2 separate regions of the Oryctolagus cuniculus genome follow, and region 2 is linked to region 1. A link is a contact called in public Hi-C data. All regions are on one chromosome and are shown on one strand. The core of a region is the stretch at or near the end of the contact, and the rest is flanking DNA. Distances in the headings are between cores, read along the strand shown.

Evidence for each region. A called contact is a pair of places that touch in the nucleus more often than the background predicts.
Region 2: a contact with region 1 is called in a Hi-C map of an unstated tissue, with 3 times the contacts expected there. The contact joins the enhancer-like site here to the promoter of ALDH8A1 in region 1. A contact is called at or near these places in 3 of 6 Hi-C or Micro-C datasets (psoas muscle, skin fibroblasts and an unstated tissue).

The regions. Positions count from the first base shown.
Region 1 is chr5:33,966,008-33,971,864 of mOryCun1.1, reverse strand. It overlaps ALDH8A1 (aldehyde dehydrogenase 8 family member A1), which reads right to left and starts at 2,443. Exons shown (of 7, transcript XM_002714833.5): 1 at 2,230-2,443. The coding sequence starts at 2,367.
Region 2 is chr5:34,706,033-34,711,889 of mOryCun1.1, reverse strand. No RefSeq gene overlaps it. Among named protein-coding and RNA genes, the nearest start is that of SGK1, 15 kb to the right of the region's middle. Within about 2 kb of position 2,284, at least 1 of the 8 cell types and tissues checked has an H3K27ac peak or open chromatin away from gene starts, as enhancers often do.

The DNA of each region.
Region 1 (5,857 bases), core at 1,194-3,693:
CCAGGCTCAGGTGCGCTGCTTTTCCACACGCCCTGGGGCAGCCTCCTGCAGCCTTCTCCAGTCGCCTGCTCTGACAGCACCCAGCCCCTGAGCCCCTGCTGGCCCTCTCACGCGAGGCCAGACCCACACAGCTCCTTGTTTTCCTCCTCATGGACCAAAGCCACGTTCAGCCGAGCTGAAGTAAGGTATAAGATGACGCTCATCTTAATTAGAAATTCCTGGAGACACAGTGGCTTCACCTGCAAACCAGAAACTCGGCTTCACAGCCAGGGTGTGGGAAGAGATGGGGGCTTTGGTGATCCCACTGTGAGCTGCAGCCATGGGGAGCCCCCTGCAGCCAGCAAGAGGAGCGTTCATTCCTACCACCGTCAACGTATGTGTAGGACCCTTGTGCTACTTGGGAAATTCAAGTCCATTCACCTCCCCTAAGTTGTTTTCGGTTATGTGTCTTGGTCTGTATAGAGTGTATATATATATACATATATATATATACACACACACACATATATATATAAATCTACTATATACAATAATACTAGTATAAGCTAATATTCTCTAAGCATTTATTATATGCCAGGCACCAGAGGCCTCACATGTGTTAGTCTGTTTCATCCCCAGAGCACTGTGAATTAGGTGTTAGAATTATCACCCCCATTTTATAGATGAGGAGACTGAGACACAAAGAGCTTCAGCTCTAACTCAAGGTCACAGACACCAAGCTGTGAAAGCTGGGCTTTGAAGCCAGGCAGGCTGACTCGAAGTTGTGCTTATGATTGCAATGCTGTAATGCAAATGTGCCAAAACACACACACACACACACACACACACCTGTGTGCATGCATGCCCGTCGATCCGGGCATCAGAGATGAAAGACTTAGCACACCGTCCTCTGTAAAGTCAGCATGGTGACAAAGTCTAATTTCTAGGTTGCTATAGCTGAAACTCAGGATAAGCCCTGTTGAAGGCTCAGTGAGCTGAATGTGAAGCGCCTCACCAGCGCGGAGTAAGTGGCAGTTCCTGTTAGCACCAGCAGCCATTTCTTCGCAAGTGACTTTTTGGACAGTTGGCCATGTGGTTTGGTGATCAAAACTGGAACTAATTAATGGGACACGATAGGCTCTCAGCGAGTTGGATTGCGGGCAGTGGGCAGCACCTCTGACTGCGTTAGCAGGTGCATCCGAACTCATCCTGTAACCTGCAAAGGCATGATGCTGTGGGTGCAGACAAGATTTCTCTGGAATCTGCCAGATTCATCATTTCTTACCTCACTTTGGAAGACATTCTGGGGTATGGAGAAATGAAATATGCAAAGCTGGATTTTCCACATTTTAGGTCATGTGAAGCAAACAAATATGCAGGTTTACAGTTTAACCAATGAATTAAGCAATGTTTGCAAACTTTAACCCAAAGTCTAAAGGTTTTTTTTTTTAATGCAAGACAGGCCTGAAATATTAACCATCCAGAAAAAAACTATTCTTATGGAAACTTTGCTTATAATATATATTTACATATGATGGCTACAATTACATTTTAAATAATTTTTTTTTGTGCCTTAAAAAGACTAAATTGAACCCAGTAGACATTAGATGACAATACCTACATCAGCTGTGCTGACTGTCCCTGTTATATTTGCATGCTCTGCGCAACAAAGGAGAACTAATCAAAACTATTTCAAGTATTTGACAAAATTCCCCAAATAAAATTAATTCTCCATTACCATTAAGCACTTTGAGTAAGAAAAATATGCTGTTAAATATAAATCCCAAAACCTATGGGAATTTGATTTTGAGTTTTGTCACTCAAATGACTGATTTTATTTTACTAGATATTTTGAAAACATGAGGAATCATTAGAGAACAATCTACAACTAAGCCCTAGGGGTTTTTAGTCTGTTTTCTTTTTAGAGAACTGTGTTACTTCTATCAGGGAATGTCAGGATTGCCCCCGCCCCCCCCCCAAAAAAAAAAAAAAGAAAGAAAACTACATATCCAGACTTGTGTTAGGCTGGTTAGAAAATCAACTTTCTTTCGGGCAGAATAGCCCAACATTTGGTCTACCACCTATACCCGGTTACACGACGAACTTTCGTAGAACCACAATCTTCCTTCTGTTGATGTTTAACAATTCTGGACCTTCCTCCACCTCCCTTTGCCTTCAGAAATTAGTTTCCCCACAATATTCCAGTGTCTTAAATATTAAATTCGGTTGCCTCTGAGGGAATATACTCACCTCTTCTTTGCCACTGTTGGGTACTTTGCAATACACCTCTCCAGTCGATGGGTCATAAGAATCTATGTAAGACTTGCAAGGTACAAATGTTCCGCCTATGAAGTTTTCCAGTACCAAAGGTGCCTCTGTCGCAGCCATCGTAAGGAAAAACTCTGCCTTCCCCTTTCCCCTCAGTCACCCAGCTGCCCCCACTTCTGAGTTCCTCTCCTCTCTTCTGGTCTTTATATCCTTGTTTGTCACTCAGTGGAAGTGGGAGGAGACCTGCCACTCTCAGTTTCCCAGTCTCCAAACTCAGAACCAAGGGAGCCCTCAAATATGCGTCAGGCTTCCAAGACTTTATGGAAAATAAGCAATAAGGTGCTGAACTGACACCCACTTATAGCACACAGCCCCTTAGACTCTTCAAAAGGCTTCTGTGTGCATGATTTTATTGCTCAAATACTGATCAAATACCAGGCCTTGAGGCAAGTCCTTTTCATTAGTTTACTCATTTGCTCCACAAAACAATCTTATATGAAGCAAATATCATTGCTTCCCTCTTTAATTTTTATACTTTAATTGCTATACAACACGTGCACTTACTTGTTGGATAAAGTATTATAATTCAACACATGTATATATCATATAATGATCAAATCAGGGTAATTTGCATTTCTATCTCAAATATTATCATTTCTTTGTGATGAGAATTGTCAAAATCTTTTCCAATTATTTTGAAATGTATAATTAATTACTACAGCTGCCCTATTGTGCTATAGAACATTAGGACTACGTCTCCCCCTAATTGTGTGTGTGTGTGTTTTAAGATTTACTTATTTATTTGAGAGTTACAGTTACAGGCAGAGAGAAGGAGAGTCAGAGAGAGAGGTCTTCCACCCGCCGGTTCACTTCCCAAATGGCCTCAAAAGCCAGAGCTGGGCTGGTGCAAAGCCAGGAGCCAGGAGCTTCTTCAGGGTCTCCCACGAGGCTGCAGGGGCACGAGGACTTGGGCCATCTTCTACTGCTTTCCCAGGTGCATTAGCCAAGAGCTGCATCGAAAGTAGAGCAGCAGGGTCTGGACCAGGTCTTGAATAGGCACCCCTGTAGGATGTGAACAGTGCAGGCACAGGCTTAACTTTCTACACCAAAACACTGGAATCTACTCAACAGTGTCTGAATCTATCTCTTTATGATAAATCCACTTCTTCATTGAGCCTGGCGGGGCCACAGGAGCCGGGAAACCTTTCTTTTCCAAACAGGGTGCTATTGTTTGCTCCTTATGTTCCTACACAACTCGTGTTGAAATGTAACACCCAATGCACTCGTGGTATCAAGAAGCAGGGGATTTAGGAGGTGAACTATGAGGGGCCATGAGGGTCCTGCTGCATGGATGCAGTCCGTGCCCTCATGAAAGGGCCTCAGGGAACCAGGCCTTCTGTGCAGATGCAGCCAGGGGTGCCATCTTCAAAGTGCAGAGCCCTCACCAGCCAGCTGACCTGCCCGCACCCTCCTCTCGGACTTCGCAGCCTCAAGAACCATAATCAATAAATAGTTTATGTAAATGACCTAGTCTAGTTTGGCAGAGCAGCAAAGGGGGTGAGATAGAGCTTTGGATGGGTAGCATTTTCTGCTGTTAATTTTTTTTAAGAGTCCATGGGTGAACAAACTCTTAATCTTGGTACAGACTTTAACCCTTTTCTTTAACCCTGCTACTTCTGTTTTCTGTTTTGGTTGTGAATTTCTGTTCCTCTGTAGGAGATTTGACTTTTCTCCTTGACCCATTTCAGGATGTTAGCCATGGGTATTCTGCAGTTTTCATTGCCGTGTAATTAGATGCGGATTTCTTTTTATCTGCCAAACTTGGAATATATTGTGCTGCTTTTACTTGTACATTCACGTCTTTCATGATTGGTTCTGAAAATTTTTCAGCTACTTACACTTTAAATATTGTTGTATACCTCTTCTCTCTGTTCCCACTCTGTCATACTTTAAATTTTCTACAAGGCTTCTCATTCTAATCAACATGAATTCTCTTCATATCTTTCTCTCTGTGTCCTGTATCCTGGGTAAATTTTATGATCTGTTTCAAATCACTTATTTTTTCTTTTAGGTGTACCTGATCTATTTAATACCAGTTTTATAGTTTCAATTATTGATTTTTCACTTTTAAACATTGCATGGGTTGATTTTAAAGCATGTCTGGGGAGCAAACATTCAGGCTAGTGGTTAAGATGTCTGTGACCCATATCCGGGTACCTGTGTTCAATTACCAGCGCTGGCTCTTGACTCCAGGTTCCTGCCAGCACAGACCCTAGAGGGCAGCAGTGATGGCTCTGGTAGTTAGATCACTGCCACAAAGGTGGAGACCTGGATTAGTTCCAGGCTCCCTGCTCTGGCCCTGGCCCAACACTAGCTGTTGTAGGCCTTTGGGGAATCAATCAGTGGATGGCAGCTCTGTTTGTCTGCTGCTCAATTTTTTTTTTTTTTTAAGAAATCACAACCTTGGGGAAAACATATAAAATAAGTAAGGAAATGAACTATTGTATGAAAATTGCCTGGCATGAGGTAGAATCCAACTAACTGATCATTTTTTTTTCATTCCTCCACACATTTGTGCCTTTTCTTTCAATCGTGTTTCTATTATTGGCATTTTTTTTGGTAAATTTTAGTTTTGCAGCTTGCGTCCCTCTTTTAAAGAGAAAAATACAGATTTTCATTTACTGTAATAATTGCAATCTTTTGTCTTCATTTGATTAACTGTTTTGTACAAAATAGGTCTCTCTTGTCTTTCACTTTTGTCTTTTGCACTGACATGAATACTTTTATTCGTTCTATTTAGTGGCTCTCCTAAACATTCTTAAAACTTGTTTTATGTGTTATCAGAATAATAAACAAAATAATATACTCCTCTCACAGACTATCAGTAATTTAATACATTTCCTTTCCTCATATTTTATGTCATATTTGGAGGTATACTTCAATTCACTTATTTCATTCTTTTGTTTTACATTATACTTTACAACTATACAGTTAATTTACTTTTTTTTGTTGTTGTTAAATTTACTTCTATATATTTGAATAGCTTCACTGAGAGAGAAAAAGCAGTTCTGACAGCAAAGAGCTGGCCTGGGAATCCATGGCTATGTCACAATGTTCTGCTGGTTAACAATTCTCAGCTCTGTCACTAGACAAGATTACTCCATGGTCCTGACAAAATGAAACACTGTACTTACAGCCAGTACAGACCAAAACACTCATTTGCAAACCAGAAAAACAGCTACACACTCCCTCTTGTGGCTAACGTGAGTAACTCCAACTTCTTTCCATTCCTCTCTCACATGAACATGGACGCTAAGCCCACAATACCCCTCTTGCTGACAACACTCACGCCAGAAGAAAGGGTGGCTCACTGGAGCCCTCCTCAGAATTACCTGCTCGGGCTCAGACTGCACAAGCCCCCTTCGCACATCTCCCTGAGAAGCACCGCGTTCCCCAGTGGTGTGCGTGTCTGCTGCGGCATCAGTCATACATTGACGACAGCTGTGTCCTGGAGGTCTTTGCTGACACTAACCAACGATGCTTGCTGCACCACCACCTCCCCAATCCTGAATTGGAATGATCTGAGTATTTTTCCATCCTGCCTCCCCAT
Region 2 (5,857 bases), core at 1,035-3,534, 740 kb before region 1:
GCTTCAGATTTCCGTAGCTCTGGCCATAGCGGCCACTTGCAGGGGTGAACCAACGGAAGGAAGACCTTTCTGTCTCTCCCTCTCACTGTCAAACTCTTATCTGTCAAATTAAACACACATACACACACACAAAATAGAACACCCCTGGCTTTCCCTTTTCTAGTTTCACTTGATTTCTCTTTTTCCCTAAATCTAACCCACCAAAGCTGTGGTGGCCGCCACAGGAGACTATCCAAGAGATTCCAACGTTTTGATGAGACTTGTTAACAGTGTCCTGCTATAGCCACAGTTGCTGATGATGTCTAAAGAGACAGCCCAGGGAGTTCAGAGTCATGGGCTTGAGTTCCATTTCTCCTATTAATGAGTCACGAGGCATAAGACAGCTGATTAACATTTGCTTCCTCATTCACCTGGCCAATTACATTTATAATACCTACCTTGCCCAAATTCTTAGATTTGTTAATGGGAATTTAAATATAACCACTGTGGCCAGCACCGTGGCTCAATAGGCTAATCCTCCGCCTGCAGCACCGGCACACCAGGTTCTAGTCCCGGTTGGGGTGCCGGATTCTGTCCTGGTTGCTCCTCTTCCAGTCCAGCTCTCTGCTGTGGCCCGGGAGTGCAGTGGAGGATGGCCCAAGTGCTTGGGCCCTGCACCCCATGGGAGACCAGGAGAAACACCTGGCTCCTGGCTTCGGATCAGCGCAGTGTGCCGGCCGCAGCGACCACTTGGGAGGTGAACCAACGGGAAAAGGAAGACCTTTCTCTCTGTCTCTCTCTCACTGTCCACTCTGCCTGACAAAAAAAAAAAAAAATGTGGTCTTTGATCATTTAGGCAAAACACTTATTAATCATTTGTTCTATATCACAAGTTGTATTAGTCCTGACTTTCTGCATTCAACATAAATACTATCTCTATTTTATGTAAAATAAACGTGAGTCTAAAGGAGATAAAATCATTCACTGAAGTCATAAGAAGAATAAGCAGTTGCAGAATTCAAACCTTAGTGTTTCTGTCTCCAAATTCCACCATTTGACATGGTTATGCTCTAAGTGAAGGAAACTTCTTTCTTTTGGGATGATTGTCAGGTTTAAACAAAAGAGCCTGAAGCTTTTACACTGTAATCCTGCTGCTCCCCAAACCCTGAAACCCATGAGAACAAGTGAGGCTGTTGCTGCTTTGCAACAAGTAGAATGTTCTGGTTTCCTGGGCTAAGTGGCCAGCATGGTGTGGTCACTTCATCACTGCATTTTCCCTCTCAGCTGACTAAACTCCACAAAGCCAGGCACCATATTCCTCTTAATTTTAAAACTCTATTTATTTGTGCCACAACCCCGGCTCCCTTCCTCATTGTTCATTATCATGTCCCTAGCACTAACCATGGTATTTAACATGAACAAATACTCAGCAGATTGTCACTGAGGCTGTGGTATGTGTATGAATGGTTGAACTGTAACAAGAAATGTTTCAGATGCGAACTCAGCAAAATCAAAGAGCACTTATAGGAAAAGCAAGAAGAAAACAGAGCTCTCCATCAACACCCCGGTCCCTTCTCTTGCATTGGCTCACAGCTGCTTTATAAGATACACACTGGGGCTGACAGTCTGTCAAGGTGAGCTAGACAAGGGGAAGCACTGCAGGTGGAATATGGATTCTTGGCCCGGAGTTTGGCTTTTCTCACAGACATACCAAAAAGACTCTTCGACAAAACTTCACACAATTTTTATGTAAAAATACTGAAATACAATACTGTAGGTGAGAAAATGACCTGAGCGACAGATGGAGTAAAGAAAACACATGTATGATTGTGTCCACTTGGTGGCACTGTAGACTGAGGCTGATGTCATTGCACACCGCTGGTATCAGCAAACACAAGGTAGAACTACAGTATTTCTTTTCATGTAGAAGTTCCTTCTTTCCTTTGATTCTCCCAAGAATTCTGTGATAAATACAGAGTGTATTACTCTTCTTGAAACACAGACCTTTGACATCACTGAACACAAGAAACTGCCTCTCAGGAGATTTGTAATGAATGTTAATGGAGCTATTCTCTTTAAAAATGGTCCATTCACACGTGAACTATGAGTTCCAAAGTTATTAGCAGGTGCCCTTTGGCTCCTCTCTCCAATTTCAAGAATCTGCCACATAAGAAGGCGATCTCTGTGGAGGGAGACCAAAATAGCTGGTCTATAAATTCTTGGCGATGGCACCTTTGCTCACAGTGGATTAAATACAGTGTAGCCCAGAGAGGCTGGGCAGAGAGGGGAGGCTCACGTGGCAGAAGCAGTGGGTTCCACCTACTCCATAGGTGGCTAGTTGTTTAAACTTTTTTTTTTTTTTAAGATTTATTTGAGGCCAACGCTGTGGTGTAGTGGGTAAGGCTACCACCTGCAATGCCAGCATCCCATATGGGCACCGGTTCAAGTCCAGGCTGTTCCACTTCCGATCCAGCTCTCTGCTATGGCCTGGAAAAGCAATGGAGGATGGCCCAAGTCCTTGAGCCCCTGCACCCATGTGTGAAACCCGGAGGAAGCTCCTGGCTCCTGGCTTAGAATTAGCTCCAGCCATTGCAGCCATCTGGGGAGTGAACCAGCAGATGGTTCTCTCTCTCTCTCCCTCTCTCTCTCTCTCTCTCTGCCTCTCTGCAACTGCCTTTCAAATCTTTTCAATCTTTTAAAAAAAGATTTATTAGTTGTTTTATTTGTTTGTTTGAAAGGCAAAGTGACAGAGGAAGAGAGATCTTCCATCCGCTGGTTCATTCTGCAACAGCCGGGTGGAAACCAGGAGCCAGAAGCTCCATCCAGGTGTCCCACATGAGTGGAAAGGGTGCCAAGTACTTGGGCCATCAACTGCTGTGTCCCACGTGCATTAGCTGGGAGCTGGATCAGCAGCCAGGACTCGAACCAGTGCTCTGATCTCTCTGATATGGGATGTGGGCATCCCAAGTACTGGACTAGCCTGCTGTGCCACAATGCCCACCCCTCGTTTTCAGTCTCAGGAGTATCATATGTGAAAAGGTACTAGCAGTAATTTACTCTGTTTGCCTTGCATGTCTGGTAAGATAAAAGGAGTTAATATGTTGTAGCATAAAGTATTTTGTGAATGAATGTCATTATTATCTTCTCTGATTCCACACTGGTTAAATCCTTTCTAGGTGTAGGCATTTATCCTAGCAGTTAAGACACCTGTGTCCCATATCAGACTGCCTTGTTTGGTTTCTGGTTGCAGCTCCTGATTTCAGCTTCCTACAATGCAGACCCTGAGAGGTAGTAGTAATGGCTACCTCGCCACCCAAGTGGAGACCTGGATTGCATTCCTGGCTCCTGGCTTTGGCCCAGCCCAGAACTAGGCATTGTAGACTTTGGGGGGATGAACCAGCAGATGGGAGCTGTCTCTGTCTGCCCTCAAATAAATAAATAAAAAATTTTATTATGTTATCCTTCATGATCATGACCTGGAAAGGTGTGCAGGCCCAGGGAGCAGAGGGCGCGTGGCTGTTCTCCATGTTTGTAAAGACACAGAGGAGGGGTTCATTGGGAGCCATCGTTCAAGGAATGAATGAAACATGTGGCAGGGCAGAGTAGTTCCAGCCCCAGTTCCCCATGCAAGTGCTAAAAGCACCATTATTTATGAACTTACTTAGTCACAAAATATTTTTCTTAAGTTAAAAAATATTTTTCTGCATCCTTGATACTTGTAACCTCAGATCCTCCAGAGTATAAGCAAGTGCTTTTAGACCCAGTGGAAGGAGGAAAGCAAGGCTCACGGAGCTGGGTTTCAAAACTCAGAGGCTTTCTTCACTTCCCACGTGGCCTCTCTCCATATAGCTTTCCTTGGCTTCCTGTTCATTGTAACTCAGAACACCACAGCCAAGCTGACCCCCTGTCCTCTTATGGGAAAGCAGACAATTCTTCAAATTATTGTAAACAATATGGGATCCATTTTCCTTTGTGACTGAGAGTGGTCTGCTAACGAGGGGATGTAGCAAACGCTCCTAGTTAGTCCACTCAGATCAGACACTGGAGACCGACTGTTACTGCTGCCTTCAAGGGATGGACTTTGTGTCACCCAGTGCTGAATTATTGTCCCTCTTTCCTTTCCAGTGCTCGGTGTTCGGTTGCCTTACTGGTGCTCAGCTGGGAGAAGGGATCTCTATCCCCAGGGCTTGACGTTTTGTTTTGTGTTATGTTGCTTGCTCAGAGATAAGGAACCCACAAGAATGCAAAAGGGGAAGGGGCTTGTTGACTTAAAAGTCATAACTGCATATGAGATTAGCCAAGAACATTTGCAGATGTTTCTGGCCGAAGACTCGTTTCACTTGGCCAGTTTTTGGGTTTTATTTTCATTGTTTTTTTCAGTGCCTTTAAGAGAAAAGATATTGTCCATAACTCCAGTCATTTTTTTTTTCAGCCACAATTTACAAGTCTGGTTCCTGAAGGCACTGAGTTTATGAACCCTAGACCTCTCCTCCTCTGACATTTTTATGATTGTATGAAATTGGAAAAGGTAGGATAGTTCAGAGAGTGACTCGCAAAAACGTAGGAATGGTCAGAAGGTAAAGTATCCCCCAATCAGGAAACTACTGGGAAAACACTCAGGCGTGTCCTAGCAGGGAGGAGCTCCTTAATGACAAGAAAATCAAGAGGGTTTCCATGTTCTTAGGAGGACACAGCTAGAGGGAAGGTGTGCTTGGAAGCGTGAGCAGTTGGCTTTAAGGACTGTGTAGGCAAGGCCAAAACCAGGCGAGGTTGCAAACGACAACCAATGTTTGGGCCTTTTGTTTGTTTACCTTTTCTGTAGCAGGAAACCAGATCCTTGTGTCTGCAAAAAGTTGCCATGCATTGCAAGGATCAGGTTCCACCAAAAATTGGTCAAGTGAGCTTTTGAATTTTTTAAAAGTCATGAACAATTAGGGTAACTTTCAAAAATCAACCTGGGAGTGGGCCTTTGGAGCAGCAGGTAGGGTGCCCTGCATTCCATATCGAAGTGTTTGGCTCTGTTTCCTATTAAAGTTTCCTACTAATGCACACTCTGTCTCCCATGGAAGCAGCAGGTGATAGCTCAAGCAGTTGGGTCCTCACCACACACATGGGAGACCTACATTAGATTCTGGGCTCCTGCCTTCAGCATGGCCCAGCCCTGGCCTGCTGTGGCCATTTGAGAATTAATGAGTAGATGGAAAAGCTCTGTCTTGAAAATGAATAAAATTAGGCTGGCGCCGCGGCTCACTAGGCTAATCCTCCGCCTGCGGCGCCAGCACCCCGGGTTCTAGTCCCGGTCGGGGCGCCGGATTCTGTCCCGGTTGCTTCTCTTCCAGTCCAGCTCTCTGCTGTGGCCAGGGAAGGCAGCGGAGGATGGCCCAGGTCCTTGGGCCCTGCACCTGCATGGCAGACCAGGAGGAAGTACCTGGCTCCTGGTTTCGGATCAGCGCAGCACACCAGCCCCAATGCGCTGGCTGCAGCGGCCACTTGGGGGGGGGGGGGTGAACCAACGGAAAAAGAAGACCTTTCTTTCTGTCTCTCTCTCACTGTCTAACTCTGCCTGTCAAAAAATAAAAAAGAAAATGAATGAAAGTTAAATAAATAAAATTAAACAAATTCAGCTAGATCCCTCCTCTGCATCCCTCTGCTAAAACCCTACGCTTAGTCTTAGCCAAAAGACTGAGAAGAAATTCCTTTAAATTCTAATTGAGAAGGACCTGTGTTGTCAGAGCCGCCTTCTTATACTAAATTTCTAAGAAGATGCACCAGGAAAGTTTAGCACCAGCTGTCCCCAGTTGGGAGAAACTGGGACAGGAATGACTGAGACGGATGACTGTGAAATTATTGCCTAATTTGGCACTGATTTTAAAAAAAA